6 separate regions of the Mus musculus genome follow, and regions 1, 2, 3, 4 and 6 are each linked to region 5. Evidence: chromatin contacts called from public Hi-C, HiChIP or PLAC-seq and promoter capture Hi-C data. All regions are on one chromosome and are shown on one strand. Each heading gives the region's core, a stretch centred on a gene start, on an enhancer-like site or on the middle of the called end of the contact. The rest is flanking DNA. Distances are from core to core; before and after follow the strand shown. Region 1 has its middle 29 kb from the start of Gm22013. Region 2 overlaps Cmah (cytidine monophospho-N-acetylneuraminic acid hydroxylase). Region 3 overlaps Cmah (cytidine monophospho-N-acetylneuraminic acid hydroxylase). Region 4 overlaps Cmah (cytidine monophospho-N-acetylneuraminic acid hydroxylase). Region 5 holds the start of BC005537 (cDNA sequence BC005537). Region 6 overlaps Cmah (cytidine monophospho-N-acetylneuraminic acid hydroxylase).

Region 1 (4,799 bases), core at 1,850-4,349, 290 kb after region 5:
TGTGTTGTTTGTGTGTGTGTTGTGTATGAGTGTGGTGTGTGTGTGTGTTGTTTGTGTTTGTGTGTGTGTTGTGTATGAGTGTGGTGTGTGTGTGTTGGGGGTGGTGGTAAGTAGCACAGGGCATGCTCCATGCCTCCTGGCCATCCCCATTCACAGATCCTGGTGTCCTGGGGCTGGTGGGAGTTGCAGAGATCTGATTGAGGTACAGTCAGGGAGAGGGTGATTCAAAAGCTTCTATTTATTTAGTTTTAGAATCGTTCTAGACAAAGAACTGGAAAGAAATGCCCTTGGCATTTACATTTCTCCTACCTGGAAACAGTACTTGAAGTTTCTATAGAAATTCTCTACTGAATAAGAATGCTCTGGAAAACAGGGGAGGGGGTGTGGGGGTGGCAGGTGGAGGGTGGGGCACTAAGGATACTGACAGTGTGACCACTGTCAAGATGAGCCTGGCCTGGTGGTACATGCCTGTCATCCCAAGCTTGAGAGTCGGAGGCCAAAGATCAGGAATTGAAGGTCTTCCTTGCATTGCTGTCCCAGAACAAGAAAATCACAAAAGGAGGAGAACAGAGGAGGAAACTCACCGCCCCTCCTCCCCCACGAGCTCCCCAGGGAGGTCAAAGCCAAAGGTCCCTATGTCTTAACCTGAATGTCTGAGCTGGAAAGCTGTTTCACTATTCTAAAAATAAATAAAAGCCAAGGCTGGACCCTGGGTTTAAGACTCTGCACATTAAACCATCTGAAGGACAGCCTGGGAGGCGGTGATCTGTGGAACTCCTCCCAGCTTTGGAAACATTGGTTTTTGACTGTCAGTCATCCCCAGTTCCTGTGGTCCTTTAGTGAGTTCCGGCACGTGGGAAGCTGTGTTTCTTTGGGGTCAAAAGTCAGACTTGTAGGAGACTGAAGCAGGGATGGGTTTTGAGGTGTTGGTTTAATCCATGGGCTTCTGGGTTTCCAAAGGATGCTACATTTGCCCTCAATGCCAGCGTTCAGAAAACAAATTGTTAAGGGTAGACATCTTGTGTGGGATTAAAAGCCACAGGGATGCTCGGTTTTTCTAAATAACAAGTTTGTTTGTTTATAACAAGTTTGTTTGTTTGTTTGTTTGTTTGTTTCATGTAACCAGGCTGGCCTTGAATTCTCTATGTAGCTGAGAATAACATCTAACGCCTGATTTTTCCTTAATTTCCTGGTGTGCTATATCATAGACATATACCAGCCAATATGTTTATACAGTGCTGAGATCGAACCCAAGACCTTATACATAAGTAGGCTAACAACTACTCTACCAAAGGAACCAGTTACATCCCCAGCCCACACATGAACCATTTATGCCTGCATGCAGGTCTGTGTACCACACGTTTATAGCGCCTGTGGAAGAGAGCATTGTCTCTTCTGGGACTGGAATTACAGATGGTTTGAGCTGCCATATAGGTGTTGGGAGTCAAACCTTGGTCCTGGAGGAGCAGCCAGCAGAGCTCTTAACAGCCGAGCCATCTCTCCAGCCCCAAGGGAGCCACTTTTGAAAGCCTTTTACTCAGCAAGATAGTTCTATAAATGATTGTTACTTACAAGTTACAGACTGAACAAAACCACTCAGAACCCCATAAAAGCTTTCATTTCAGGCTACTGTGTGCAGAAAAGAGGGGCATTATTTTACTTCCATTTATTGACATGGTGATGGGGGTCCTTCTGTTAGATATTTGCATAGCTACAATATGCAGAGAAGACAGGATTGGGTTTCCCTTGGTAAGGCTTATGATAATGTACATGGGTGATCTAGAGAATATCTGTGCTAAGCAAATGAAAACCAACCACAGGGCTAGGTGTGAAAGGTTCATGTCTAATACTGGTGTCCAAGAGACTCACGCAAGAGGACTATCTTAAGATTTAGGTCAACCCAGGCTGCATAGTAAGGGCCAGACCAGCCAACGCTACAGAGTTAGGCCTTGTCTCATAAAAACAAACCAAAATGGAATGAAAAGAAGAAAAAGAAGAAGAAGAAAGAAAGGACAGAAGGCAGATTGCAGGCATGAGTGTTCTGAAGGACTTTGGAAGTTCAGCATGGCAGCCAGCGAGGCAGTCACTATAAATCCTTGGTTTTCCTTCAAAATGAGAATTGCCAGAACCCCTCAAACACTCATTATCCTATAAACACTCATTATCCTATAAACACTCATTATCCTATGGTGGTTGCTGTACATTTGTCTTCTCTTTTTGCTCTACTTTTTTTTTTTTTTTTTTTCTGAGACAGGGTTTCTCTGTGTAGCCCTGGCTGTTCTGGAACTCACTTTGTAGACCAGGCTGGTCTTGAACTCAGAAATCTGCCTGCCTCTGCCTCCCAAGTGCTGGGATTAAAGGCGTGCACCATCACTACCCAGCTACATTTTTTAAAGTTAAAAAAACCCAAACATATGCATATTTCTCAAAACCTCATTTGTATGAATTCCACAATATGAATTGTCACACAGTGATTTTCGAATTGGTGAACATTCCCTGTAAAACAGTGGCCCTCATCTTAAAAGGTCCTGGACAATTTCAAATAGAAAAAAATATATAGAGAGGAAAGTGTTAAGGATATGGAAAAAGATTGCCTCTGAAATGAAGATGGCGAGAGCCAAGAGGCTAGAGGCTGGGAGCTAGAGATTGCAGGCTGAGACTGGAGGGCAGGAAGCTGGGAGATAGAGGTTAAAGGTCAGGACTGGAAGCAGGAAGCTCTAGAGGCTGAGACCCAGAGAATAGCAGCTGAAGGCTAGAGGGGGCAGGAGCCAACAAAGGTTTGAATCTCCAGGAGACCATAGTTAAGGAGGGCAGTTTCATTAGACACTTCCTCTTTTTCTTTCAGCTTGTGTGTGTGTGTACGTGAGTGTGTGCATGAGTGTGTGTGTGCTTGTATCACTGCATGGATGAAGGTTAGAGGACAATCTGTAAAAGTTGATTCTCCCTCAGGGGACAGGAGTCTTGAACTGGTTGACTTTCTCTGCAAGATAAAGAATTAAAAGGCAGGAAAGTCTTGAGCACAGCAGATAGAGGTAGAGACATTGCAAACACAGCAGAGTAGCAGAGTCAGCGGTTAAAGAAAGACGTTGATTGGGGGGAGGAAACTCACAGGTACAGCAAGACACAGAGGGAAAAACCTCTCTGCCAAACAGAGGGGGCGGGGCTCAGATACAGAGAGGGGGCGGGGCTCAGATGCAGAGAGGGGGCGGGGCTCAGATGCAGTCTCTCATCTGGGGCTCGGGTTTAAGCATCAGTTGATGGGCCCTCCTCTCCTAATCTAGGGATGGTCAGGGTAAATGACAGGGTAGCTGAGAGGTCTACAACTTTGGTGTAAACATCTGGCTTTGAACTTGTCTGACCAGTCCTTCAGCATGCTGATCTCACTGGCTGGAGAAAAAAAAAAGCCTGCTAGTCTTTGGTTTTAAGCTGCCAGGCTTTGGTCTCTGGTCAGAAGGGCAAGGAAGAAGCCACCATCTTGGAAGTTGACTTATCCTTATTACTTACCTGTCTTAGTCATGGCCCCTCTCCCTATCTGTCTGTCTATCAGGCATCAAATGTCTAGTCTGTGGTGGTCTGAATGAGAATGGTCCCATAGTCTCATGGTCGAATGCTCAGTTCCCAGTTAGTGGGAATGTTTGAACACTGTTAGGAGACATGGCCTTGCTGGCGTAGGGTGTGGCCCGTTGGAGGAGTTATGTCACTGGGGGTGGGCTTTAAGGTTTAGGAAACCCAAGACAGGTCCAGTCTCACTCTCTTTTCCTCCTGCTTGCTGATGAGGATGTAAGCTCTTAGCTACTGCTTCCATACTATGCCTGCCTGCCTGCTTGCTGCTACATTCCCCACCACGATGACCATAGACTTAACTTTCTGAAACTGTAAGTAAGCCCCATTGAAATACTTTCTTCTGTAAGTTGCCTTGGTCATGGTGTTGCATCTCAGCAATAGTAACTAACTAAGACCTAGTCTCTCAGGTCCCAGGGTTCAAATTCAGGTTGTCAAGCTTGCCAGCAAGCATCTCTAACCACTGACCCTCCTGCCAGCCCATATTTTATTTTTGAAGTAGAAAGTTTAAAAAGAATTTGAATAGCTCTGACAAACTATTTCTTCATGCTTTATCTTCATGCAAGGACTTACTCCATGTGCTTGGCTGCACTGACAAGGCATCAGAAGCCCAGAGAAGTGACATGAAGTATCAGGACCCTGAACACAAGCAGCTTCCAGCCTGCTCTAGGTCTCAAAGGGGCAGAGTTCAAGAGTAAATTGCAAATAACCCCAAAGTTGGAAAGGAAGGCTTACCTGGGGAGAGTTGGGGCCCAGGGTCTAATAAAGTATAGACAAGTGTGCTGTGGCATCCATTTCCTCCAACATATCACAGAAGAAAGGGTTCCGTGTTATATGTTGTGAAGGAAGTAGGTCACCACATCCTTGGTTAAGCTACAAAAAGGACATTAGGCACGGACTCTTGGGCACTGAAATCCCATGAGCTCAGATGCAGTGTTGGACCGAGCTGGGTCCCTGCTCAATGTGAGGGTTGGGCCTTTGCAGATCTTGGAAGTGGTGGGTCCAAGGCACAAGAAGTAGCTTAGCCAGAGACCTTGGTAAACTGGCTCCACAGAGATTGAGCCTTCCCACCTGCTCTCAGATCACACAGATCGCTCTCTGAGGAAAGGAGGAAACACTAGCTGAGCCCAGCCTGAGTTGCTGAGTGACCACGTTATTTCCTCAGTGGACCCCACCCCTCACACTAAAAGAAACCCCAGGCCTCAGAATTAGATGCTCTGAAATGACTTAAACTGGTG
Region 2 (4,332 bases), core at 1,077-3,576, 360 kb after region 5:
CTGCAGCTGTGGGTTTCCATTTCCCCCTTCAGTTCTATCAGTGTGTTTACAGATCTGATGTCAGGCACACACACAGCAGACTCTTCTGTCTCCTGAGTGAACTGACATTACTATGTTTCTCACACCCTGTTCTGAAGCCTACATTCATCTGGCATCAGCCGATCCTTTCTTCTTCAGCAGTAACTTTTTGTAGCCATTTATCTCTGTGCTTATGTTTGAAATGGATGTGTGTGTGTGTGTGTGTGTGTGTGTGTGTGTGTGTGTGTGTGTGTGTAACCACAGAGTCTGCCTTCCTTTATCCATGACGATCTCTATCATCTAGTAGTTTAATTTTCTTATTTTTTAAAAGAAGCTACCTTTTCTATTCTATCTCTACTTTCTGTGGGCCATGAAATCATAGAAGCTTGAGTGGGGCGCTGAAAAGGGACTGCTCTGGGCTACTCAATCATTCATATTTAATACAATTATCGGTATCTCTTGAGTTATGTCTGTCACTTATCTGTATTCCTCTGTTTCCTGATTCCCACTTTGGCTTCTTTTAAGTTACTTGCAAGTCTTTTGGTATTCTATTTAGTCTGCCTGTTAAATCTTTTTGGTCAATCACCTCCCTTATAAACTAGCTGCTCTGGGGATTATAATGTTATAACATTCTACACGATCTACACTAGTTTCTCACAATCTACTTGGATTACATCATGTGTGAATCTTGAATCACTTTGCTCTAATTGCCACGCTGGAGGTGCTTAGAGAACAGAAGTAAAATAGGAATGCTGTTTTGTTTATCACTGCAGAAGCTAGAAGGTCAAATTCGCTGTACAGCAGGACCCGTGCCTCCTGCATGCTGAGCTCGGACTCTGACCATGACCATTCCTGAGCCACCTCACCTTTGTCTCCTCATATCATCTTTCCTTCATGTGTCTCTGTGCCCAAATTGTGCCTTGTTTTAAGGACACTGGCCAACTCTTAAGTACAAGGTCTGCCCTCATGAAATCATTTTAACTAGATTCCTTTTGTATAGGCCCTACCTTCAAGCAAGCTCTATTTCTGAACTACTCAGGGCTCAGTGTTTTAATATAAAAATTTTGAACAGACACAGTTTAATCTATAACATCTCTCCATACTGATAGTTGTCTCGGTGTTACATCATCTTTCAAATTAAAAAACCTAATGAAAAAGCTGTCCACTAAATATGTCAAGATATTTTCATTTCTGTTCTCCCTCACAACCACGCCTCTTTAATCGAAGAACATCCCATGAGTTTTTCTAAGGCAGTGATCCCCAGAGCCCTCTCATCTGAGAATGTCTGCTTTCCTCTCTGCCCCAATACCTCTTTCCTGGATCTAGATGCAATTGTTTTGTCTTGTAAACACATTTAAAATTCCACTAACTTCCAGCCATCACTGTTTCTGATTAGAAGCCCAGTTATTTGAATTGTTTCCTCTGATAAAAACAAGCAAGCAAGCAAACAAACAAACAAAAAACCAAGGTAATTTGATATTGCTGTGTCTTTATGTTTTGGTAATTTTGTTCTGATGGGTCCAGGCTTCTTTTGATTCAAGTTTATATTGTTTGGGGCCTTACTGTGCTTCTAGCATCTAAGTTTCTGACCTTTATTAAGTTTAGTTCCATCCACCCACTCTTCCTCTTGTTTACATGCGTGGCCTTTACCTCTTCTTCATGGATACCTGACATTTGCCGTTGTCCCACGGGTCCCCTGTTCTTGTTTGTCCCAGTCTTTTTCTTCCTGTTTATAGGTTTCATGGCTTCTGTTGCTCTATCTTTAAGTTCACTTCCTCTTGCTGTTCTCAATCCCAGCAGGCCCTTGAAACACATCCAGGTGTTTGCCCTTGTAGACTGTGTAGTTTGAATGTAAATTTTCCATTTAGTTCTTCTATCTTCTCTCTGTGTGAGTAGCTTTCTTTCTGTCTTTACAGTCAAAGGATTTTGCCATTACTTATTGAAACATAACTTTTATAGATGTTTGATTTTTTTCCCTAATAATTCTAGCATCTGTGTCATTTTGGATCTACTATATATTGTGCTTCCCCTCGTGACATGGCAATGTTTTCCTGGTTTTCTTTATACTTAGTTTTTGATCTTATCTTTTTCCTTAGAAAACTATTTTATGATACTCTGGGTGTTGTTTCTATTTGTGGCAGTTTATACTTTCGTTTTAATAAATATTAAAAGCAGGTCATGTTTATGCTACAAGTTCAAAAATGCTATCTTCAGGCTGCGGTTTTCATTTCAGTTCCTCTTTTAGCTCTGTTCCACAATTGCCAAATCACCAGCATGGGGTCACACAGGTCACCAGTATGGGGCTTAAGCTGTGCTCTCTCTTGTACTTCAGTTGCAGAGTCTCCGTCTCCTGCTTATGGTCACAAAGTACAGCCAGTTGCCGAGCTCCAGAGTTTACTTGCTCTTCTGGCTCATTTTCATAAGCCATAACTCTCCCTGAAACATTCCCCAGTACTTTCTTGCCTCCCAAGTGTCTACTCTCTATCAATGTCAAATGATCCATCAGTAGAAAATAATCTACTGAGAAGCCAGGGCTTTGGCTTCCCTGACTGGATGAGTACTTTCTTTCTAAGAATTCCATTTACTTTGGGGCCAAGCATTAGAGAAAGAAAAACAGCAACAGAGCAAGACTCACGGCCTTTCTGCGTCTTCGGAAAGCTGGGGCAAGAACTGCTGCAAGTTCAAGGCTGGACCGGGATACTGCAGCAGACCCTGTCTCCCAAAGAGCAAACAGGGAAGGTAGGTGGAGCGAGTTGAGGGAAGAAGAGAAAGAGCAACAGGATTCTCTCTACTCTCTTGAAATCAAAGTCCTTCTGACCTGAGAGAAGGCTTCTTTCCCCTCTCCTGGGGTTTCATGGAGGCAGCCTTGTGACTGAAGCAGTCACCTGGGGACTTGGCAAGTGAAAAGGAAAGAACTAAAGGAAACAAAACCTTCCAGCTCAGAAGGTTCTCCTGCTTATTCTGATCTTCCTCGATTTCGACCCCACCCCTGCTCTACCCTGCTCCACCCTTACCCCAGCAATGTGTCCTGTTCTCACCAGCATTCAACACCACTCTTTGACTGTCTTGAGGAGAGAGAGAGAGAGAGGGAGAGGGAGAGAGGGAGAGAGAGAGAGAGAGAGAGAGAGAGAGAGAGAGAGAGAGAGAGAGAGAGAGAGAGACTATGGTTTTGAGAAAACAGAAGCATAGGGTGTGGCATAGTGGCACGTGCTCATAATCCTAGCATTTGGGGCTGAGCCAGAAGCATCTTGAGTTTGAAGCTAGCCTGGACTTCATCACAGGATACCATTCCCAAATAATCAAGTAAACACAAAGTTAAAACCTCAGCATCACTGAAGGGTTATTCTGTCAAGCTGTCATTTTGTTTCTATTTTCTGCGATTGTTTACTTTTCAGGGTCCTGAGGTCATAGGTCATACAGTTTGCTCAGTGTATGCTACTGCCCAATGGTTCACTGTGCAGAGCTCAGTTTGCCTATGGGGAAAGTGGGCTTGCATTAACCGTTTGAGGCTGAACAGGGAATATGATTTAATGCCTCCTTATACAAACTATCAGAGGATATGTCTACAATCCCACTACTGAGCTGTGATACAGTCATTTCCATGATCCTACAATTATTGTTTCCAGAAAATTTGCTTTCAGTGATCCCCCTAAATATGGTAAGGAGTCACAAGAAGAAAGGAAGTGAGAAAAGAAAAAAATACATATTTCCGGGAAACCTTCCAAATTTGACATTGTCTGAGGCATTTTATAGCTGTTTATGACCTAGACTCTGTGAAATAACTTTTAAAGCTGGGTTTGGTAGTACAGTTTTGCAGTCCTAATACTGGAGAGCTTGAGGGAGACAGATAATGAGCTTAAAGCTAGCTTAAACTACATAGGAAGAGCTTGTCTCAAGAAAATAACAATGATAGTTGGCTACTTCTTCTATTGTGTCCTGATCACAGACATTTAGAGTTCAGGTTGATATCAGCCTTGGGTTCCCCTGTTGGTACAACATATTTCTAAACTTTAAGCAGTCTAAAGCCTGAATCGTCCACTTCCCTGCTATGTTACACTGCCTGCCTCTGAGCTGTGCACTGGGTTACATCCATGGCAGTGTTTGGGGGTGCTTCTATTTTTCTATTTTGAGGTGGATAAAGACTAAAAGCCCTCTATCCCCTTCTTGGGTGTCCCTACATTGTTAGATGTGACAGTTGTGAATGCTGGCAAGTTCTTTTCTTTACCACCCCCTTTAACAATTCCTTAGGGACAAAATTAGTATTTGTCTAGTTAGATATACCAGTTGTTAAAATATCAAAAGCATTTTGGACTC
Region 3 (4,422 bases), core at 1,676-4,175, 330 kb after region 5:
GCTGACATCCTGTGTTCTAAATGGTAAACAAATAATCTGCACGTGTGCCAAGGGTAGTTCTCCACTCCATGTGCTCTGCCTTCCCCATGACGACAACTCGGCCAATGGGCTGCAGCCAATCAGGGAGCGACACGTTCTAGGCGGAGGATAATTCTCCTTAAAAGGGACGGGGTTTCACCATTCTCTCTCTTGCTCCTGAAGATGTAAGCAATAAAGCTTTTGCCGCAGAAGATTCCGGTTTGTTGCGTCTTTCCTGGCCGGTGGCGAACGCGTGTAAGACTCTTAGGACCCCCGGGCTTCATTAATTGACACATTTCACAACAGAATCAAAGTCATTTCGGTTCTAGTGAGATGGGAAGTAGATGGTGCCAAGAGCTCTCTGAAAAGCTGAAAACATTGTCCTGCAGCTGCCTGGGGTACGGATCTATCAAAGAACACAAGAGCCATTTTTACATTCTTCTCTCTACCGGCAGCATCTTCTCATTCCCATTTTCTTCTAGTCTCCCCACCTTCCTCCCAGCCCACATGTCTTCTCTAGCTTTCTTCTTTTTTGCTGCTGGAGTCTGGTAGCCTTCCTTTCCTGTTCCTACTGTGCTGACACTCACTTTTCCTTCTGTTAGGCTTTATCTCCCATGCAGAGCTCATTCTTGGCTTTCCTTGGTTCTCCTTGCACAAGAGTGTACATGGGATGAATTTAGGGTTATACAGGTGTGTGTGTGTGTGTGTGTGTGTGTGTGTGTGTGTGTGTGTGTTGGAACCCAGGGCCTCATATGCTCTAAGCACATGCTATACTACCAAGCCACAACACCAGCCCCGATAAAAGTAGTTCTGAGTCCGTCTATGCGACAATGCACACCAGGCACATATGTGAACATCCCTTAAATGTAGTGTTTGCCCATTGCTGAGAGAAACTTGTCTTCTTTGGTATAAACTGCTGCTGTGTTCAAGATTTAAGAGCAAATTCTTGATTTGGGGGCATTGTTTGCCATCTCTGAATAAAAGACACTGCCAATGAATAATGGTAGTTATGGCTGTGTCTATGAAAGTGTTTCCAGAAAGGTTTATCGAAGCAGGGGAGACCCATCTTGAATGTTCAGGCACCATCCTCTGGGCTGGGGTCCTAGATTGAATAGAAAGAGCAAGTGAGCAAAGAACAAACATTCATTTCTCATTGGGATGACTGGGGCAGCCAGTCACTGCTTCTGACCTGCCTTCCCCAACACTGTCTGTTTGCCCAACTGTGAGCTAAGACAAACCCTTCCTTTCTTCGGTTGATTTTGTCCGTTACTTTCTCACAGTTATGAAATGTGTTCTTTACTCCCTTGAGTGTGTATCACGTACAAAATTATGCAGTGGGGCTGTGGCACTGTGCATCAAGGCGATTATACAAAACTGTCTACTTTATATGTATATACATGAACTTGTGCATGTGTCAGAGGTCCGTTCAGGTGTGTCTTCCTTAAGAGATGGCCACCTTGTTTTGAGACTGGATCTCATTGGCTGGAACCCACTGGTTAGGATAGGCTGGCTGGCCAGCAAGCCCCAGAGATCTGCCTGTCTTCCTCTTCTTAGCACTGGAATGACAAACATGCTCCACCAAGCCTGCCTTTCTGTATGGATGCTGAGGAGTAACTTGGGTTCCCATACGCATATGACAAACACTTTCCCAACTAAGTCATCTCTGTAGTCCTGCCACTGTACTGCAGAGGCAAGTATTAACACATAATAAATACAGAGGGTGGGCACTGGTGGGATAAATGAATATAAATGCATGGGTCAAGAAAATTACCGTTTCCACAGCATGTGGCCTTTTTGATCACATGTAGGTTGGAGCAAGCTTTGTAGCACAGCTAACAAGACTCTATGCTTAGCTATGGGAAGGGCAAATCTGACTTGTGCCACAAAAGCTGATCTCAGGCTCCGTCTCAGCCATTGCTTTTAGCAATTTTCTTTCCCGGTTTTATTGTTCTCTCTCCTTTTGTACTCAGGATTTCTCTCCAAAACAGCATCTGTTTTCCTTTGTAGACTGTGTCACCTCAACCCTTTCAAGCAGCCTGTGGACTCTGAGCAGGTGAGCTCACTAGTTTATACCTCTATACCTTTATATGTTTATTCTTATGCCTTAAGTGTTTTCATGCAATCTCTCTTTCATGATCCCTTGGAAGTCACATTTCCTGTAATTCAGGTGACAGAGCGAAAGCCATACGATACATGGCTAGGTGTCTACCAGTCCCACACGGTGCTTACCTGGGACTTACCAGGTCCAGACTAATCACAGTGCATTAGGAACGACTTCCAGTTGGGTGGTGTTAGAGGGAGTTTTATCTGAAAATGATTCCAAAACCTGCAAGAAACAAAGCAAAGAGACATGAACATTGAATGTCAAAGCCTCTTGCTTGGCCAGGAATTCTTTGGTGCCTGGTCTCAGCTCTCCCCAGAGGACAGTCTTGCTCTGCTGTTTCAGTAACTGAATTTTTGAGACCCTTAAAACAGGACAGCTATCTGTCTGTTTGTGGTGAGCCCACTTTACGGAGTTCCCATTAGTGAAAGTTACCCTCATACAAGATGCACAAAAGCATCATGTTGGAGTGTTAGTGAAGGTGACCACACCCCCTTAGATGTAGGAAGGTGAACCTGCTCCCTGAAGAATGGCCTGGCTGAACTAGCCCCAGAAATGGCACACACAAGAACTCAGGAAAGCATGGGGGACTTGCCAAGAGATGCAGACATGACTCATCCAACCACTGTTTCAAATGGTAAGAAGCAGATTGTCTATACTTGTGTGGCACTGAGACACTGTGGTATCATCTGCCCCCACCCCCAGCAATAGGTGACAAGTTTTTGAAGACGTTATATCCACAGAAGTGTGGGTATGCAGAGATATAGGCCAGGAAGACACAGCCCTTTATCAAGAGTCATCCTGAGAGAGGGCAGAGGGAGAGGCAGGAAACAGACAGGTTTCACAGGAGGGGCAACTGAAACCATAAGGGCTATAACAGACGACACATACTCCTACGTTCTTTATATTTTAAAATACAATTTTAAGACACTAAGGGGTGGGGGCTGCGTGTGGTAGCTCACACCTGTTATCTCAGTATTTTGGAAGCTGAGCCAGGGAGGATCATGGGAGGTTTGGGGACAGCTTAGGTTCTGAAATGAGTTCCAGGCTGATCTGGGGTATAGAACGAAGGCCTGTCTCAACCAACCCAACCAAACAAAGGAAACCAAAATTTTAAAAGAAATAAGTTTAAAAAAATGTAAACGAATATTTCAATGCACTCGCTAGAGGGCTTTACTTAGACGTTCTAATTTTTTTAAAAATTCTACTCTAATTAGTTTATTTTGTGTGTGTTTCTATGTGTGTGAGAATGCATGCATGTGTGCCTGGTGTGCATGTAGTGGTCAGAGAACAACGTTCAGTAGTCATCTCTTTCCCTCCACTGTATGTCCCACTGGAACTGAATTCCGGTCAGCAGGCTTAACAACAGAACCCGTTCCTGCCGAACCATCTCTGCAGCCCAGACATTTTACATAATAGGACTTTTCAAAATTAAATGTCTTCATCTTTTCAGAGAGCCAGTAGTGATGGTAAGACTACATTCTTTTCACTGACCTTGTGCATGTAAAGATAGAAATCTTTCTCAGATCCCAAATATGATCTTAATAATATGTGAAGTTTCTGAGTATAAGCAAGCACAAATACAGTGGGCCATTCCTGTAAACCCCCAGTCTACAGAACACTGAGCTCAAGTTTCTTGTTAAAAAGGAGAGCCAGATATGATGTAAACCCAGCCTATGAGAGACGATGAAGTAGAGATTGTCAGGAGTTAGCCTGGGCAACAGGATGATATGTTGTCAAAAACACAGAGGAAAAAAAAAAGATGGAGCCCCATATCTCTGCTAACTTGGGGAGCACGGTCAGCCAGTGACTACACTTCCCTGTATAACCCCCTGTGCCCCATGCCCCTCCCCACACACAGCCCCGTGGCCTCAAGCATTCTCAGGATAGGCTTACAGATGATGGTATATATCAGGGTCCCGCAGCAATCGGGTCTGGAATCCAATATACAGATCATCCCACAGCAGGCCGTTCTTCACCACGTACCTGATGACATCCACCCGGCTATGGATCTGAAATGGAAACACAGCAGCTCTCAGGGGGCCCTGGCAAGGTTTGGGAGTCCATTCCCTCCTATCCTTAGAAAAAGTAGCTACCACGCTGACAGGAGTGCAGAGTGAAAGAGAGAAGGGGAGAAGTCTCCTGGAGGCAGGTCACAGGCTGAGAACAGAAGGAGGGAGCCAAGAGCCACTGGGACAGAGTGGCGGGAAAGCAGGGTGCAGATGAGAAGCTGGGCAAATCCACAGCTCAAATCCAGGGTCGAGCTTATAACTACTGCCTCAGTTTCTTCATCTATAAAATGG
Region 4 (4,427 bases), core at 601-3,100, 380 kb after region 5:
TATTTTCAAATGCACATCTCCCACGTTATATACAACATGCACTAAAATTCTCTTTTTATCAGTAAGTATTTAGGTGTATGTTCTACATTTCTGTTTATTAACGTAACTCCATTTCAGAATAAGACTCAGACTATGTCCAACAGGAGACTTTAAAGGAGGTACTGTATAATTTTTGATATTTGCTTGAACTAACTTCCTTCTTTCCTTCCTTCCTTCCTTCCTTCCTTCCTTCCTTCCTTCCTTCCTTCCTTCCTATTTTCATTCCTTCTTGCTCTCTTCAGCTTTTTCGAAGAAGGATCTCATGTAGCTCAGGCTAGCCCTGACCTTATATGTAGCTGAGGCTGACCATGGCCTCCTCGTCTCCCTGCTGTTTCTCAGCTCTTCATTTCTAGGTATGCACCACCATTCACGACTCACTGCTCCAGGCCCTGTTCTGTTTTTCAGTCAGAATTTTATTTTGTAGCCCAAACTGGTCCCAGACAAAGAGAAGCCCTGCCTCGGTTTCCTAAGCCCTGGGCTTATGGGCGTGAGCTACTACGTCAGGCTCCCTTTCACTTCCCCAGAAAATGAAGCTTACCAGATCTGGGGAGGGGGGGTTAGTTGAAAATAGGGTACACCTTAGGTTGCTCATTCAGAAGTAGGGTACAAACCATTTCTGTTCTTATCTTTATAAATTTGTTTGTTGTTGGTTTTGTTTCAAGAGGGAAGGAATTTTTTTAAACCAAGAAATGGCTCTTACCAGAAGCATCATTTAAAATTTAAAAAACGGAAGGAAGGAATGAAGGAAGGAAGGAAGGAAGGAAGGAAGGAAGGAAGGAAGGAAGGATGGAAGGAAGGAAGGAAGGAAGGAAGGAAGAAAACTTAGAAAACATATCATGCTGCCATATCCCGGCTTTGTTGTATCCAGAATTTTTAAACGTCCTTTCTAGGGCGGCAAGAAAACATAGTCCACGGTTTGATTCATGAAGAATTACTTTGTAGTGCCTCCTTTCTCAGGAACTAGTGGGAAACAACCTCTAAAAATCAGGATGAGGCATTCCAGATGGAACTATAGAATATTCTAGAACCCAAGAAAGAACCAAGTATGGTTGTGTGCCAGCTTGATCGGAGGGCACTGGAAAGGGACAGGAGTAGGACAGGAGAAGAGAGAGGGGCAGGAGACAGGAGGGTATGGGAAAAGAATAGGAGATAAGAGAGAGGTGGAAGGGGTGGGCACAAGAAGGACCTCAGCTCCTCACACAGAAGCTATGAGAGCATTAGACTTAAGGACATGAGATGGACAGTTTCTAAGATCCTGGTTATGTGTCAGGAAGGACACTGGATGGCAGGAAGGAATGGACTATGCTTAACTGTACCCTGAGAAAGATGCTCTTCGATTGGCAAGGGTACAGAGGCTCCAGAAAAGAACGGCAGGTAGAGAGGCAAATGGGAGCCTCCACAGGCATGCAGGTTAACTACTGTGTGGTGCGCTCCACAGAGAATAAAGCCGAGAGTACCCAGCTTCCCTGTGAGGGCAGCAAAGAGAAGAGGTTTGTAGGCTGGGGGATGGCTCAGTGGCTTGTCATGCAGGCATGAGAATCAGTGTCTGAACCCCGGAATTCCTGTAAAACGCTCGCTCGAAGTGGCAGCATGTACCTAGAATCGGCACTGGGGATGTTGAGACAGAAGGATCCGGAGGGTTCCTACCTATCTATCCTAATTAGTGAGGTCCAGCTTCAGTGAGAGACTCTGAAAGCATAAGGCGGAGGGTGGAGTGGTATTCAGAAAGTTATCTTCTGTCAACATCCAGCCTCCACCTCTCACCCCACCCCCAATCCCCGACACCAGAGCTAAGCTGCTGGCAAACAAAAACTAAGATTAACCACACTAAGGCTTTGCGGAAGACAAGAATGGTTAATCTGTGGTGTGGAACTTACCATATTTAGGTGAGCAAACAACATAAAAATCATCACTTCTTCAAATAATCTGTGTACAGACCACAGGCAGTTGATGGCCCCACATAAATAATAACAGCAGTGAACATCAGTTGGATGCTTATCATATACTATGGTGATATTCTTTCAAACGCTTTTTGTAGGTTTTGAGTGAGTGGGTCTTCTTTGTGTGTGTGAGAATGTGTATATGCATGTGTGTGAGTGAAAAGTCACTACTGGGAGTTTTTCTCAATTTCTTTTCCATTTACTTTTTTCTCTTTTTGAAATTTATTTTCAATAATCCTTATTATTATATTTTTTTAAAAAAGCAGCTTGCAAATAAATAGAAAACACCATACACCAAAATTATCTAGACCCAAAGTTTGTTCAACTTAATAAACGTATATATAGTTAGAACTGACATTCAGAATGGAACATGAAACATCCCTTTAAATTTGACACTTTCAGTACTGAATATACTATATGCAGTTATCCACTACCCAAGCCAAAACATCCATGACACAACTAGAACTAGAAGAGCAAGTAGCACAATCTCCTTTATCCCAACATGTCTGTCATCGGCAGTTACTCCTTCTTCATTTCTTTCATTTGCTCTGAGAGACAGTATCTCTCTCTGAACCTGAAGCTCACTGATATTAAGCTAGACTGGCTGGCCAGGCAGCCCAGGGATCCTGCTGTGTCTGCCTCTCCAGAGGTTAGCATTGTAGGCGCACACCACAGTGCCTGGCCTTTTACATTAATGCTCTGGATCTGAACATGGCTCCCATGCTTCAACAGCAAATGTTTTACTCTCTCGGAATCCTGGCAATCTATTCACTTTCCAAGTGAGCAGACTGAGGCTGAGAAAGATGACGAGCTTGTTCCAGATTACTCCAGAGCTGAGAGTAGGAAGGCAGGCAGGCAGGCAGGCAAGGAGGAGAGAGCCCACTTCGCTTTAACATCTCCCTCAGTGGTTAGCTACATATGGCAAGACAGGAAATTCAATATCTCCCAAAGATAATCAGCAGGAGAACAAAACCTCTATCTCCCCCGAGTCCTGCAAGGATGTGTCAGAGATGAAGGAGGTGAGGCCCCCTGCCCTATTCCCTAGGAAGACGCCAACAACCCAAATTGAGTATTATCTGCAGTTTTGGCTATAGGTGTAACAGAGAGTCACAGTGGAAAGTCGACTAGGATGAGGAACTGTATCTGTAATCAAACAAGTCTATGGGTAGTTGTGAGAATATTCTAGACTTTGGGATTGTCCTCTGCATAATGATAGTGGGGTATTCTTGGAGAACTCCTCAGCTCTCTCTGTTACTGAGCTATCCACACAAGGCCACAGGTAAGATTGATCACACAAAGTAATGACAAGGCCCAACACCTAAGGATTCAACTCAAGTAGACCAGGGCAGGCTTTTAAAGGGTAGGGTCCAGCATTTATGAGGTAAATAGTGCTGACACAGCAGATGCCCAAGAATTCTCTTGAGATGTGCCAGATAGTTCTCCAAAGCCAAACAACTCTGTCCTAACATTGCTGCTGTCCAGAGGACAGACGTTCTCTATGGGGATGAAGGCTGGCAAAGGCATAGGCTCTTAGAAAAAACCAATCAGAACCCCACCATTGTGTAGGGGAGACAGCTGGGACTCTGTCTCTTTTCTAAGTGTAGCTAGGCTGACAGAAAAACAAAAAAAATCTACCAGCTTTTTAGCAACGTTTGGAAAGCATTCTCTGTCTGTTTGTCTCTCACTGGTGTGTGTGTGTGTGTGTGTGTGTGTGTGTGTGTGTGTGTGTGTGTGTGTGTATGTGTGAGTGTGTGGATGTGAGAGTGTGTGGATGTGGATGTGAGAATGTGTGTGTGAGTGTGAATGTATGTGAGTGTCTGTGTGTGTATGTGTGAGAGAGTGTGTGTGTGTGTTTGTGAGTGTGTGTGTGCTAATGTGCTTGCATGTCCTGGAAGAAGGACTTCTAGAAGAATTGAATCTTTGATGAATGCAATACCTCATATGTGTGCTCCTACCCCTGCAACCCAAACACCCCAATAGCTAGGACCATCAAGCTAACTTAGAGTTCTTAGAAAGAGAGAAGAGAAAGCAAATCTAAGCAAAACATAATTTTGAAGTCAGGAAACTGTTCCAATGAAACAAGAGGAAAACTTAGAAGCAATTTGCTGACTGGGTCATTTAAAATGTCCCGGGTGAGAAGCCTTCCTGTCAACTCTAACTGCAAACAGGGTCACTGGCAAGAGAGCAAAGGAGCCACGGTACCTTCCATCTAAATCCTCGATGTCTTTCATGAACAGGCCTCCCTGGTGCTTGCAGAGGTTCTTGCATGCCTTTAGATGGTCCTTCTCCTTGTATAAAATGTACTCTTTCCCAGTAGTCTTATTTCGAAAAAAATTGATCCCTTCCTTGAGGTTGGCAACTTCAGCAGGAGACAGGGTCAGCAGGGTCTCAGCTGTCTGTTTCCTGCTAGGAAGAGACAGGCATTACCAGAGGAGCATGCACCCGGTT
Region 5 (4,863 bases), core at 527-3,026:
GAGCACGTAGTCTGTTCAGAGCTTGTTTCTTCCGGGAGTTTGGGTCCCCCATTTTGAAATACAGGTGGTACTAAAGCCTTTGGAAATTGTCACTAAACTATGGGCACTTTTTCTTAAGACTCAAGTACAACAGAAACAAGTCATTTTTTTTCCTGCTAATATGATTGAATAGCTAAATCACAACTGTAACCCCCAAACTGCACCTTCTAACAATATTAGCAGACTGTCATACCACAGGGTCAAGAAACAAAAGTTGCTGTCCAGTCATGTTTGGACAATAATGTTTGGGGGTTAGATGGGGAAGGTGAAGGGGAAGGAAAGAAAGAGGAGAAAAAAACTTGGAACTAACTTTCTGGAAAACACATGTGGCTAAACTGCCAAAATAAAAGCCATTGAGGGGAAAATGAAAAACCGATCATCAGGATTTAGGTGCGCAGTAAAACACAGCTGACACCGGTCCAATCCTTGAAACCCATTCGCATAGTCCCTTTTCAGAAAAGGGATTAAGAAATTGAGAAAAGGGAGGGAAAATTGTGATGTTGCTTCCCAAATACAGGGAAAAAAAAAATACCCCCCCCAAAACAAAAAACCCAAAAACTGAAAACCACCAAAACAGGGTAGGTGAATGAAACTGAAATCCCCAGTTGGATTTTACCCAGCCAGATCCATGGCTGTAGTACCTGATTAATTCTTAGTTATTTCAGATTTCACTACTGCTATGAACTGTCAGTGCTTTGCTATTGATTACACTTGGTGGTGAGCAAAGAGAAAAGTGCAAAATCAGCAGAGAAAGAAGGGGAGAGGTACAGGGTTTCCCTGCAATCAACTACAGTGTATACCGGGGGTGGACAGCTGTTGCCCAAAGGAGTCATGAGAAAAAACAGCGGAGTCATTACCAACTTCCCCATCACCCACGTTTTCACCCTCAGGCGGCTGCGAACGCTGCTGCCAAGGAGAACCATGATGGCAGAGGGAAAGGGGGGTCTATTAAACGGTATTAATAGTTATTCCGGCTCTGTGATTAGCCCTGATTAATGCCCGGGATCCAAGCACCCTTAGCCCTGCGGTGGGTTCTACATTCCCCGGGGAGCCCTCCGTATAAATTTGACCCCGTTCAAGTTCGGGATGGTAGGGAGTTCGATTATCTTCGTGTGAGCATGGCTGAGGCTAAGGTGGCGGGTTCTCCCACGTCCCAGGCCGGGCCCGGGGATCACCTGCCTTCGACCCCCAGGTCCCACCCACAACCCCTGGCCTTCAGCGGCAGCGACTCACTCGCACCACGGGAGACACTGGATCACTCGGGTTCTCACTCATTTCAATGTGGAAACAATTCCCGCCCGGGTAGAGGAGGCGGGAAGAGAGTTAAGTAGGAAGGATCAGTTGGGAGGAGGGGAAAAGAAGAGAATAATCGTGTTAATAATAATTACTTCTTAAAAGGAAGCCCACCCTCCCACCCCAAAAAAAAGCAAGGAATGAAGTTCCCGGGTTCTAGATTCGCTTTTCCCGTTCAACAGCCCATGTTTCCCGAGTGGGGGCGGCTGGGTGGTTTCCCAAGGGGACAGAGAGGCCGGGATCTAGGCGGCAGGGCGGGGTCCCCGCGGAGAGGAGAGCGGGACTCGCAGGCCGACCGTCGGTGGGCCGTCTAGCCGCAGCCTGCGGGCGGAGCGGCGGCTGCGGAGGAGGAGGCGGCGGCGGCGGCGGGGGCGCTGCTCGTGGCGCGGGCGGGAGCCATGTCAAGAGAACACGACGGGCCGACGGAGCCCCTCCATGCCCGCTGCGCTGCGCTCTGTGGCCGGGCCACGCGCGCTGCTGCCGCCACTCAGCCCCCACCTGGGCCCCATAGTCGGGCTCGGCGCCCCGGGCGGCGACGGAGGGAAGGACGCGGCGCGGGGTTGGTAGGGGGAGGGGGGAGACGGCGAGGAAGAGGAAAGCGCGCGGGAGGGAAGAGGGAAGGAGGGGAGCCCTGCGCTACGGCCTGTCCGCGGAGTGAGCCCGGCAAAGTTGTCTCGGTTCGAGCGTCGGCTCCCGAGGCCTGCTTCGCCCAACAGTCCGGTTCAGGAAGATAGTCCAAGAGAGAGCCCCGACGGATGGGGGGAGAGAGCCGCAACGGAGGAGGAGGTCGAGCGTCCGCGGGGCCACAGCCTCGGTTCCCCCACCCCCCGCACCGGAGTGGCTTCAGAAGCAGCGGCTGCCGCTGGAACCTCCCGGGTCCGGGGCTGAGTCGCGTTTGAGGAAAAGAAACAAGAACAAACAACTTAAAATGGCAGCGACGGCTGCTGCGTCACCCGCCCCTCCGCGGCACCGCCCCGAGCGCTCTACGCCTGCGCGCGCCCCGGACGCTACCATCTGTGGCAAAAACTGAAGGGGGAGGCGGGAAAAGAAGCGTGAAGGTTTTCACAGTTATGGAGACAGAAAAACCGAAAAGCTAGTAATGTGTGACATATAAAAGTCGGTATAAATAGTGAGTAGCTTTGAAATTAGGCTTTCAGTAAGATACTTCTTTTCCTAGGGGTGTTTGAGAACACACATTTCCCCTATTTATCAATATGGAAAGTCCTAAGGCGTGGCAAGGGTCTCCCGCCACTCCCTCCGCCCCTCTGTCCCTCCGTCAGGCTGTCCAGGTCTCCCCCGCCCCGTCCTTTTACGTCATAAGAGCACGCCCCCTACGCCCTCCATGACGAAGCGGAGAGAGTAGCTCCACCCTGGGCTATGCTGGGGAGCGGTAGTTGGACTTAGGGGGTGGGGTAGGGTGGGGGTCCTGTTAAAGCAGCGGTTCTCAACCTGTGGGTCGCACCCCATACGGGAGAATCCAATGATCCTTTTATAGAGGTTGCCTAAGACCATCGGAAAACATTAACATTCATAACAGCAGCAACATTACAGTTAAGAAGTAGCAACAGAAATTTACGGTTGGGAGTCAGCACAATATGAGGAACAGTACTGAAGGATCTTAGCAATGGGGAGGTTGAGAATCACTGCTCCAGAGATGCTCAAAAGCCAAAGCCGGGGAAGTGGGCGGAAAAATGGGTGTTGGAAGGGCCAGAGTGAGGAAGAAACCCGGAAGACTGAAGGGTGGTTAGGGTCATTTTATTATTCCCTAGAAGTCGGCCAGTTGGCAACAACGGAGAAATCATTTCGAGTTAGCGGAATGAAGCTTGCTTGCACCCCAACGAGTATAGCCTCAGTCCATGCGCCTCTATCCTCACCCCTCTTCCTGCACCACCAAGGCGAACGGACCTCGGGCTTTAAGCGACAGAAGCCCTTGTATGCGTTGTTGCTAGGATCGGAAGAGGCAGCCGAACTCTACGTGTGATTCCTCCACCACAGTGAACAGGGATCCCCGAGAACCTCAGACCTACGTCCCATCTTCTCCTGACTCTCTATCCTCAACGGTAAATGGGACACTGGAACGTTTACTGCTGAATCACGCCGTCCTTGACCCCAAAGAGCGCTCATTCGGTTTGTGAGACTCTGGTGTGATAAAAACGAAGTTACATAATTAATCAGCGAAGGTTGATACTCCACATGAACAAAGCCTGGGTGCTGCATTCCTGACTACTCGGTCGAAACTTTTAAAAGTCCAGTCTCCTAAATAGCTGCTTTTCACTTCGTGAAATCAAAATCTATTAGCTGCAATCACCCTTTATCCATAAGCCAAAGAAAATAAATAAAATCCTATTTTTATGTTTGCCTGCATGCATACTTGTGCCCAGACACCAGAAGAAGGTATCGGATCCCCTAGAACTGGAGTTCAAGATGTACTAGGGCCCATTCTTCAATGTAAGTTCTCCAGAACCAAGGTTGGCATTCCTGATCGTTCCAAATTAGTTCCAACATGAGTCAGCCATAGTGGCTGTAATCCGAGCACTCAGGAGGCTGAAGCAGGTTTGTTGTGACTTCGAAGTCATTCTCCTTCAAGGCCAACCTGGAATACCACAGAAACCCTGTCTCCCCTCCACCACCACCTCCACAAAATAAATATAAATAAAACCAGTGTGGTGACACAGGTTTGTAATTCCAGAATTGGGGAGGCTGACACTGGGTAATCGCTGTTCAAGGTTAGCCTAGTCTATATAACATGTTCAAAGCAAGCCAGGGCTATATAGTAGGACCCTATATAAAAAAATAGAAAAAAAAAAAAAAAAAGAATGACTGGGAGAAGACTCAGTGGGTACAGGCACATGCTGCCAAACCCTACTTGAATTGATCCCAGGACCCACCAGTGTGTCATGAGCACACACACCACTACATACAATAAATATAATTTTCAATTAAGATATATATGTAATAAAACTTGTAGTACTCACTTGGTGATTTATCCCGCAATCATATGACTGAAAAGCTCACATGTGTAAAACAACATTTTAGAGTTGAAGGTATGAACAAGAATATGTGTATACATGATCATGTTCGAGGCCTTTATAGAAGTGAGCACATTTGTTATCGATAATCTAATATAGATACTGTAATGGTGTTTGGGATGTTTGAAGAGTAGCGTAAGCATCACCGTCTCACCATAAGAAGAGCCAGTACCCATTATTAGTCATTCCCCTTCCTGGCCCCAGGAAACCACCAACTTATACTGTTTAAGTTTGCCCTTTTTAGGACTTTATGTAAATGAAATACAGTATATAATGTTTTGTGATTAGTTAAGATCTATTCATAATTTACCAATACTTAGTTTCCTTTTGCTGATGAATAATATTCCATCTTAAGGCAGGCATTCTATTTTAACCTGTCCTTCAGCTGTTGAACATTGTTCCTGCCCTTTGCTGCTATAATGCTGTTATGAACACTCAAGAGTTTTGTCTACACACGGCTCTTCAATTTCTCATGGTTAGTAACCTAGGAGTAGAATTTCTG
Region 6 (4,584 bases), core at 1,803-4,302, 400 kb after region 5:
TGTTTGGAGCCATCCACGTGGTCACCCTGCTACTGGTCCCCCAGACTATTTGGCGGGAATCGGCCCCCCCTTCCTCTCCTACATAACTGCGTGCTGATTTAGTAAAATTGAGCTTTGATCAGAGTTGCTTTTGACTTGGCTCCGTTCTTTCTTCTGTCCGTCTAGTTCCTCTCTTTCAGCCCGAGCTGCCATCTCAGTTGAACCGTTCGTTTCGAGCTGCTGGTTGGCCGCAACAGTACACGCCTTTAATCCCAGTACTATCTAACTGCAAAAGAAACTCACTGAAGTATCTAGAACATGCCCCAGATTTTGGGTTTTGTTTTTTTTTTTTTTTTTTTTTTGCCACATTGGACTTTTAAAGCCTTCTCAATGATATTTACATTATGCTCTGATATTTTAGATGTACATACTATTATTTTCTTTTGCAAAAAGACCTATGTTTGAAGGAATACATTTGCGATTAAAGATTGATTGCCTAGGTCCCTGAAGGAAGCAGTCACATCGCCACGGGTTTAACTTTCTGAAAATTAGCAAATGATGATTCTAAGTGAAGCTATGAAATCTTGGGGCTTTGACTATTCTTATGTATGTGTACAGGTACGTATCGTATATCATATCTGCCTGTGTGCTTATGATTGCATATTGTTTGTATAGTTCCAAATTAGCTTATAGATAAATCAGCACCCACTAAAGTGTAAATTTAGCACAAATGCCCTTTAATTCACATGATTTAAATATATGTGTGTTTATACAATTTTCCAATTTATTTCTATTTTATATTTTATATATAAATTTTTATTTCTGGTTTTATTGAGACAGGGTCTCTCTAGGTATCACTGACTGTTCCTTAGAGATTTACCTGTTTGGGATCAAAGCTACCATTCTTAGCTATGTGAGCATAGTTTTGGAAATATGATAATTTAAGTTTGTTGCTGAAAGAAAAGTAAAGATTTTTTTTAGTTGCCAACTAGAGAGACCTTTCAACAGTTAGATGTGACAGTTAGATGTGACTCCTGCTCTTCCAGATGACCTGAGTTTTGTTCCCAGCTCTCACCTCTGGTAGCTCACAATGGCTGTAACTCCAGGTGATTGTACCCCTTTTTCTGGCCTCTTTGGGCACCTATACACTATGTGTAGTGTACATATTCCCAACCCCGCACCCTGCCTACTGTCAGATCAAACATCGAAGGGACCCATGATAAACAATGCCTTGGGGGACTGTGAGAAAAGCTCCAGGAAAAAAGGGAGATGGCCTTTTACCTCAGGTGCATTTTGTCCCCTGGATTGTCCTTGAACATGATTTTGTGCCTCCTGTGACAAGCATTTACATTTACTGTATAAGAGAGGTTCATTCTTGTTAAATATGAGAACATAGCTATAGAACCCAATCTGGTCAGTGTACTCTGAATCCGGATATGGCCTTCTGCCTTGCTTTCCCAGATTATACCTGGGAAGATACACACCAGGCAATTGTGTTTACATCAGTCTGTCCTGAGGCAGTTCTGGGAACGGGCTGCTCTGTTAATATTTAGTATGTGCTTTCTGGCATTTACTTACATATTTTTCTGATCATGTTTTTTTCTGGCCATGTTTTTCTGAACTCAACCTTCCTTGCATTATTGCTTTTTTTTTTTTTTTTTTTTTTTTTTTTTTTTTTTTTGCTACATTCATATATAGAAGTGTACTGAAATTGAAGTAAGTTTTTCTACACCATTAAACTACAATTTGCCCCGTTCTTTCAGCATCTTGAATCCTGGGTCTTGAAGACACAGTTCTGAATAGGCCATCAAAAGTTGATACCATGCTCATAATTGTTTTATTGATAACAACTGTTTTGCCTAGGCTAGCAGTCAATCCGGATCATACTTATCTGTTTCATACTTAACAGTGGAATAGCCAGTGTTTTCTGCTTCAGGAACAGCAAGCTCTAAGGGCTTATACTGGTAAAATAAATAAATAGATAGATAGATAGATAGATAGATAGATAGATAGATAGATAGATAGATAGATAGATAGATAAAGTCTTGACTGTTACATGATGATATCTTGGGAGGCCTACAAGTAATTATAAAGAGTAAATACATTAAGTAAATTTAAATAAAATGTGTTTTTAAATGCATTCTTCCTGTAACTTAAAAACCTAAACGGTTTTATGATAAACTAGTGTGTCCTGTCCCAAATAATCTTGTCTTGTTTCAAGTTGCCAATTTAAATAATAATAATAATATAATTAAGCAACATAATTTGTTTTCTGAAAGGCCTGGTAGCATATATCCATAATCCCAGCACTCAGAAAGCAAAAGTAGGAAGTTTGTAGTTCAAGGCCAGCCTGAGACACTGTACACAAAATTACTTAAAAAAATCATAATAATTGTAAAAAAAAAAAAAAAGGCCAGTTAGTGATAGAGAATGAATCTTTTGCTAGGAAAAACTAAAGAGGAAATAAAGATACATTTTTGTGGTACTAGATGTTGAACTGAGGGCTCCGTGTGCTGGTAAGTCCTCTGCCACTGTTGATTTTTTACTTTTAGTATTGATATAGGAGCTCAAGCGGTTGCCCACGGCACGGTTTCCTCGAGTTAGCAATCTTCTCGTCATAACGTCCTGAGTAGCTGGAATTAAAGGTCTGCACCACCGTTCTCAGGTAGAGAAAGAAAAATCTTTGCATAACTTCCATATGATAGAACAAGATTTTATTATTGTATAGACTTACTAAAATAGATAGGACAGGACTATAAGATAAGCAAAGGAAAGGAAAACAGTCCAGGATGGTAATTACACAGTCCTGAGAAGTTACTTTGTGTCTCAGAGTGCTCCTGATGTATACAGAGGCCTCTCAAATGCTGCTCTGGATTCTGATACTGACTTTTCTTGGCTGCTAGAGATGCTCTTTATGGTTTTTTTTTTTAACAACATAAGGGTGACTGAAGCAAAAATTTTAAAAAAAGAGAGAGAGAGAGAGAGACAGCAAGCAGTTTTACTGAAAGTCACCCTGCAGTCCCCTTGAGGGAACTTTGAAGGAAGAAGCCACTTCAGGTATGGTGGTACGATTTCCTGGGTTCATCATGCCGTATAAAGAGGGCATGAAACCAAAAGGTTGTGTTTGTGTGTGTATGTTAAAGTATAAAGGGGATCATGAGAAGGAAGGAAGAGGTATCAAGGGAGGAAGAGAGGAAAACTCAAGTTGAGCTTTGCTCTTAGCTTCTTAAATTCCACAAAAAGGATGGCACATATTCAGTGTGTTTAGAAACATGTGCATGATCTGAAAGCAGAAGATGGACTCTTGGGAGAAGGAGGGCAACCATCTGGAGGAAGAAGTGGGCCCCAGGGTGCAGACACTGGGTCGAGAAAGCAAATGAGAACAAACTATACGCATGAAGATGCCAAAAGGAAACCCGTTACTTTGCATGTCAAATTTATTTATGCTTAAAATAGACTCAAGTGAACCTAACAATGTCTATAAACAAGGTCCAAAACTCACTGAAAACAAGGGATTAATCACAAGCATCTCCAAGCTGCCGATTTTGGTCTGTTTTAATCTCCTGACTGATTCTGCTATTTTGAGTTAGAACCTACAGTTGCGTTTGTATCAGATTGTGTCAGAAGACACAAAAATTCATTTTGCTTTTGTTGTATTCTCTCAGTTGACCTGTTTGCCTGTTTTGGAATAAATTTCCCCAAGACATTAAGTATATATTTCCTGGGTTATTTAAATGAGGAATATAAGTTTTCTAATTTTATTCAAGACTTCCCTCAAAATTTGCTGAGCTTTAAAGTACTACACTAAAACAATTACAAAAGGAACTCAGGTGATGGAAGCAATTGTGACCTTAAGATGTATCACAGTTTGGCAGTGGGGGAAGTGATACCCTAAGGAGGACAACACAATGTCTACCCACTCAGAAGTTGTCTTGGAGGATTAATCTTCATCTCCTTAGCCTCTCAAGGATGAAAAGCGGGGACTAGAGAGATGGCTTAGGGGTTAAGAGAGCTTACTGCACAATCATAAGGGCTGAAGATCCCAGCACGCATTTAACAAGCTGGGCATCGCACATGTGTCAGTTAACCCCTGCTCTGAATGGGGCAAAGGCAGGAGGTTTGCTGGTACTTGCTGGCTCCCAGCCTAACTAAGAAGACAGGAGCCCTAGATTCAAGGAGAGACCCTGCCTCAAAGAAATAGGCTGTGAACATAGAGGACGATACCTGATGCCTTCTTCTGGCCTCTGAGTGGGTACATCCCTGACCACCCATACCCACACAGAGACATACCGAGAGAGGGAGAAAGAGAGAGAATGAGAGAGAGAGAGAGAGAGAGAGAGAGAGAGAGAGAGAGAACTTCACAGCTTCTGTATTTCTCTCTGATCTCCCCTCAGCCACACTATCTGTCCACCTCATTCTCTATAGACAGCAAGCTCTTGGGCTCCTGACCACTCATTTTCAGGTAAGCCGTAGAAGAAACCCGAGCCTTATTTCCCCAAGCAAACCACACCATTGAAAACAGTATTCAAATCTTCCCCTTACCTTTCTGTCTTAGAGCTAGCCATGAAGACATTTGTTGACTTGTCTTGCCTGAGAGTAGATCCT

What was found. Promoter capture Hi-C pulls out the DNA fragments that hold promoters and counts their contacts. Hi-C and Micro-C count contacts between places; a contact is called where the count stands out from the background. HiChIP or PLAC-seq counts read pairs in DNA pulled down with a chosen protein or histone mark.
Region 1: a contact with region 5 is called in a Hi-C map of B cells, with 13 read pairs. The contact joins the enhancer-like site here to the promoter of BC005537 in region 5. A contact is called at or near these places in 11 of 39 promoter capture datasets (the C10 cell line, HPC-7-derived erythroid cells, fetal liver and 7 more), 1 of 484 Hi-C or Micro-C datasets (B cells), 9 of 115 datasets of contacts at active chromatin or transcription factors (the 230-238 cell line, DN3 thymocytes, the HPC-7 cell line and 6 more) and 3 of 9 other capture datasets (adipose tissue, liver and pancreatic islet).
Region 2: a contact with region 5 is called in an H3K4me3 HiChIP or PLAC-seq map of the 230-238 cell line, with 22 read pairs. The contact joins the enhancer-like site here to the promoter of BC005537 in region 5. A contact is called at or near these places in 5 of 39 promoter capture datasets (hematopoietic stem and progenitor cells, hippocampal neurons, liver and 1 more), 2 of 484 Hi-C or Micro-C datasets (B cells and CD8 T cells), 8 of 115 datasets of contacts at active chromatin or transcription factors (the 230-238 cell line, CD8 T cells, the SCID.adh cell line and 4 more) and 1 of 9 other capture datasets (liver).
Region 3: an H3K27ac HiChIP or PLAC-seq map of regulatory T cells shows a contact between it and region 5, with 6 times the contacts expected there. The contact joins the enhancer-like site here to the promoter of BC005537 in region 5. A contact is called at or near these places in 2 of 39 promoter capture datasets (hippocampal neurons and liver), 11 of 115 datasets of contacts at active chromatin or transcription factors (CD8 T cells, the SCID.adh cell line, bone marrow-derived dendritic cells and 7 more) and 1 of 9 other capture datasets (liver).
Region 4: a contact with region 5 is called in a promoter capture Hi-C map of fetal liver, with 5 times the contacts expected there. The contact joins the enhancer-like site here to the promoter of BC005537 in region 5. A contact is called at or near these places in 4 of 39 promoter capture datasets (the C10 cell line, fetal liver, pre-B cells and 1 more), 2 of 484 Hi-C or Micro-C datasets (CD4 T cells and regulatory T cells), 7 of 115 datasets of contacts at active chromatin or transcription factors (the 230-238 cell line, CD8 T cells, effector CD8 T cells and 4 more) and 2 of 9 other capture datasets (adipose tissue and liver).
Region 6: a contact with region 5 is called in an H3K4me3 HiChIP or PLAC-seq map of the 230-238 cell line, with 13 read pairs. The contact joins the enhancer-like site here to the promoter of BC005537 in region 5. A contact is called at or near these places in 2 of 39 promoter capture datasets (neutrophils and pre-B cells), 3 of 115 datasets of contacts at active chromatin or transcription factors (the 230-238 cell line, large pre-B cells and pro-B cells) and 1 of 9 other capture datasets (liver).

The regions. Positions count from the first base shown.
Region 1 is chr13:24,513,536-24,518,334 of GRCm38.p6, reverse strand. It overlaps a transcript of Ripor2 not described here. Among named protein-coding and RNA genes, the nearest start is that of Gm22013, 29 kb to the right of the region's middle. Within about 2 kb of position 3,099, at least 32 of the 459 cell types and tissues checked have an H3K27ac peak or open chromatin away from gene starts, as enhancers often do. A contact at or near this core is called in the 230-238 cell line, B cells, the HPC-7 cell line and 3 more, where this site is marked.
Region 2 is chr13:24,442,840-24,447,171 of GRCm38.p6, reverse strand. All of the region lies in intron 11 of Cmah (cytidine monophospho-N-acetylneuraminic acid hydroxylase), which reads right to left. Among named protein-coding and RNA genes, the nearest start is that of Gm22013, 42 kb to the left of the region's middle. Within about 2 kb of position 2,326, at least 77 of the 459 cell types and tissues checked have an H3K27ac peak or open chromatin away from gene starts, as enhancers often do. A contact at or near this core is called in the 230-238 cell line, B cells, bone marrow-derived dendritic cells and 3 more, where this site is marked.
Region 3 is chr13:24,466,469-24,470,890 of GRCm38.p6, reverse strand. It overlaps Cmah (cytidine monophospho-N-acetylneuraminic acid hydroxylase), which reads right to left. Exons shown (of 17, transcript NM_001111110.2): 15 at 4,016-4,131; 16 at 2,248-2,344; 17 at 1-1,120. The coding sequence ends at 2,269. Among named protein-coding and RNA genes, the nearest start is that of Gm22013, 18 kb to the left of the region's middle. Within about 2 kb of position 2,925, at least 13 of the 459 cell types and tissues checked have an H3K27ac peak or open chromatin away from gene starts, as enhancers often do. A contact at or near this core is called in CD8 T cells and regulatory T cells, where this site is marked.
Region 4 is chr13:24,417,179-24,421,605 of GRCm38.p6, reverse strand. It overlaps Cmah (cytidine monophospho-N-acetylneuraminic acid hydroxylase), which reads right to left. Exons shown (of 17, transcript NM_001111110.2): 4 at 4,182-4,382. Among named protein-coding and RNA genes, the nearest start is that of Gm11342, 43 kb to the right of the region's middle. Within about 2 kb of position 1,850, at least 31 of the 459 cell types and tissues checked have an H3K27ac peak or open chromatin away from gene starts, as enhancers often do. A contact at or near this core is called in CD8 T cells, fetal liver, memory CD8 T cells and 1 more, where this site is marked.
Region 5 is chr13:24,798,570-24,803,432 of GRCm38.p6, reverse strand. It overlaps BC005537 (cDNA sequence BC005537), which reads right to left and starts at 1,776. Exons shown (of 5, transcript NM_024473.3): 1 at 1-1,776. The coding sequence starts at 52.
Region 6 is chr13:24,397,424-24,402,007 of GRCm38.p6, reverse strand. All of the region lies in intron 2 of Cmah (cytidine monophospho-N-acetylneuraminic acid hydroxylase), which reads right to left. Among named protein-coding and RNA genes, the nearest start is that of Gm11342, 24 kb to the right of the region's middle. Within about 2 kb of position 3,052, at least 23 of the 459 cell types and tissues checked have an H3K27ac peak or open chromatin away from gene starts, as enhancers often do. A contact at or near this core is called in the 230-238 cell line, pre-B cells and pro-B cells, where this site is marked.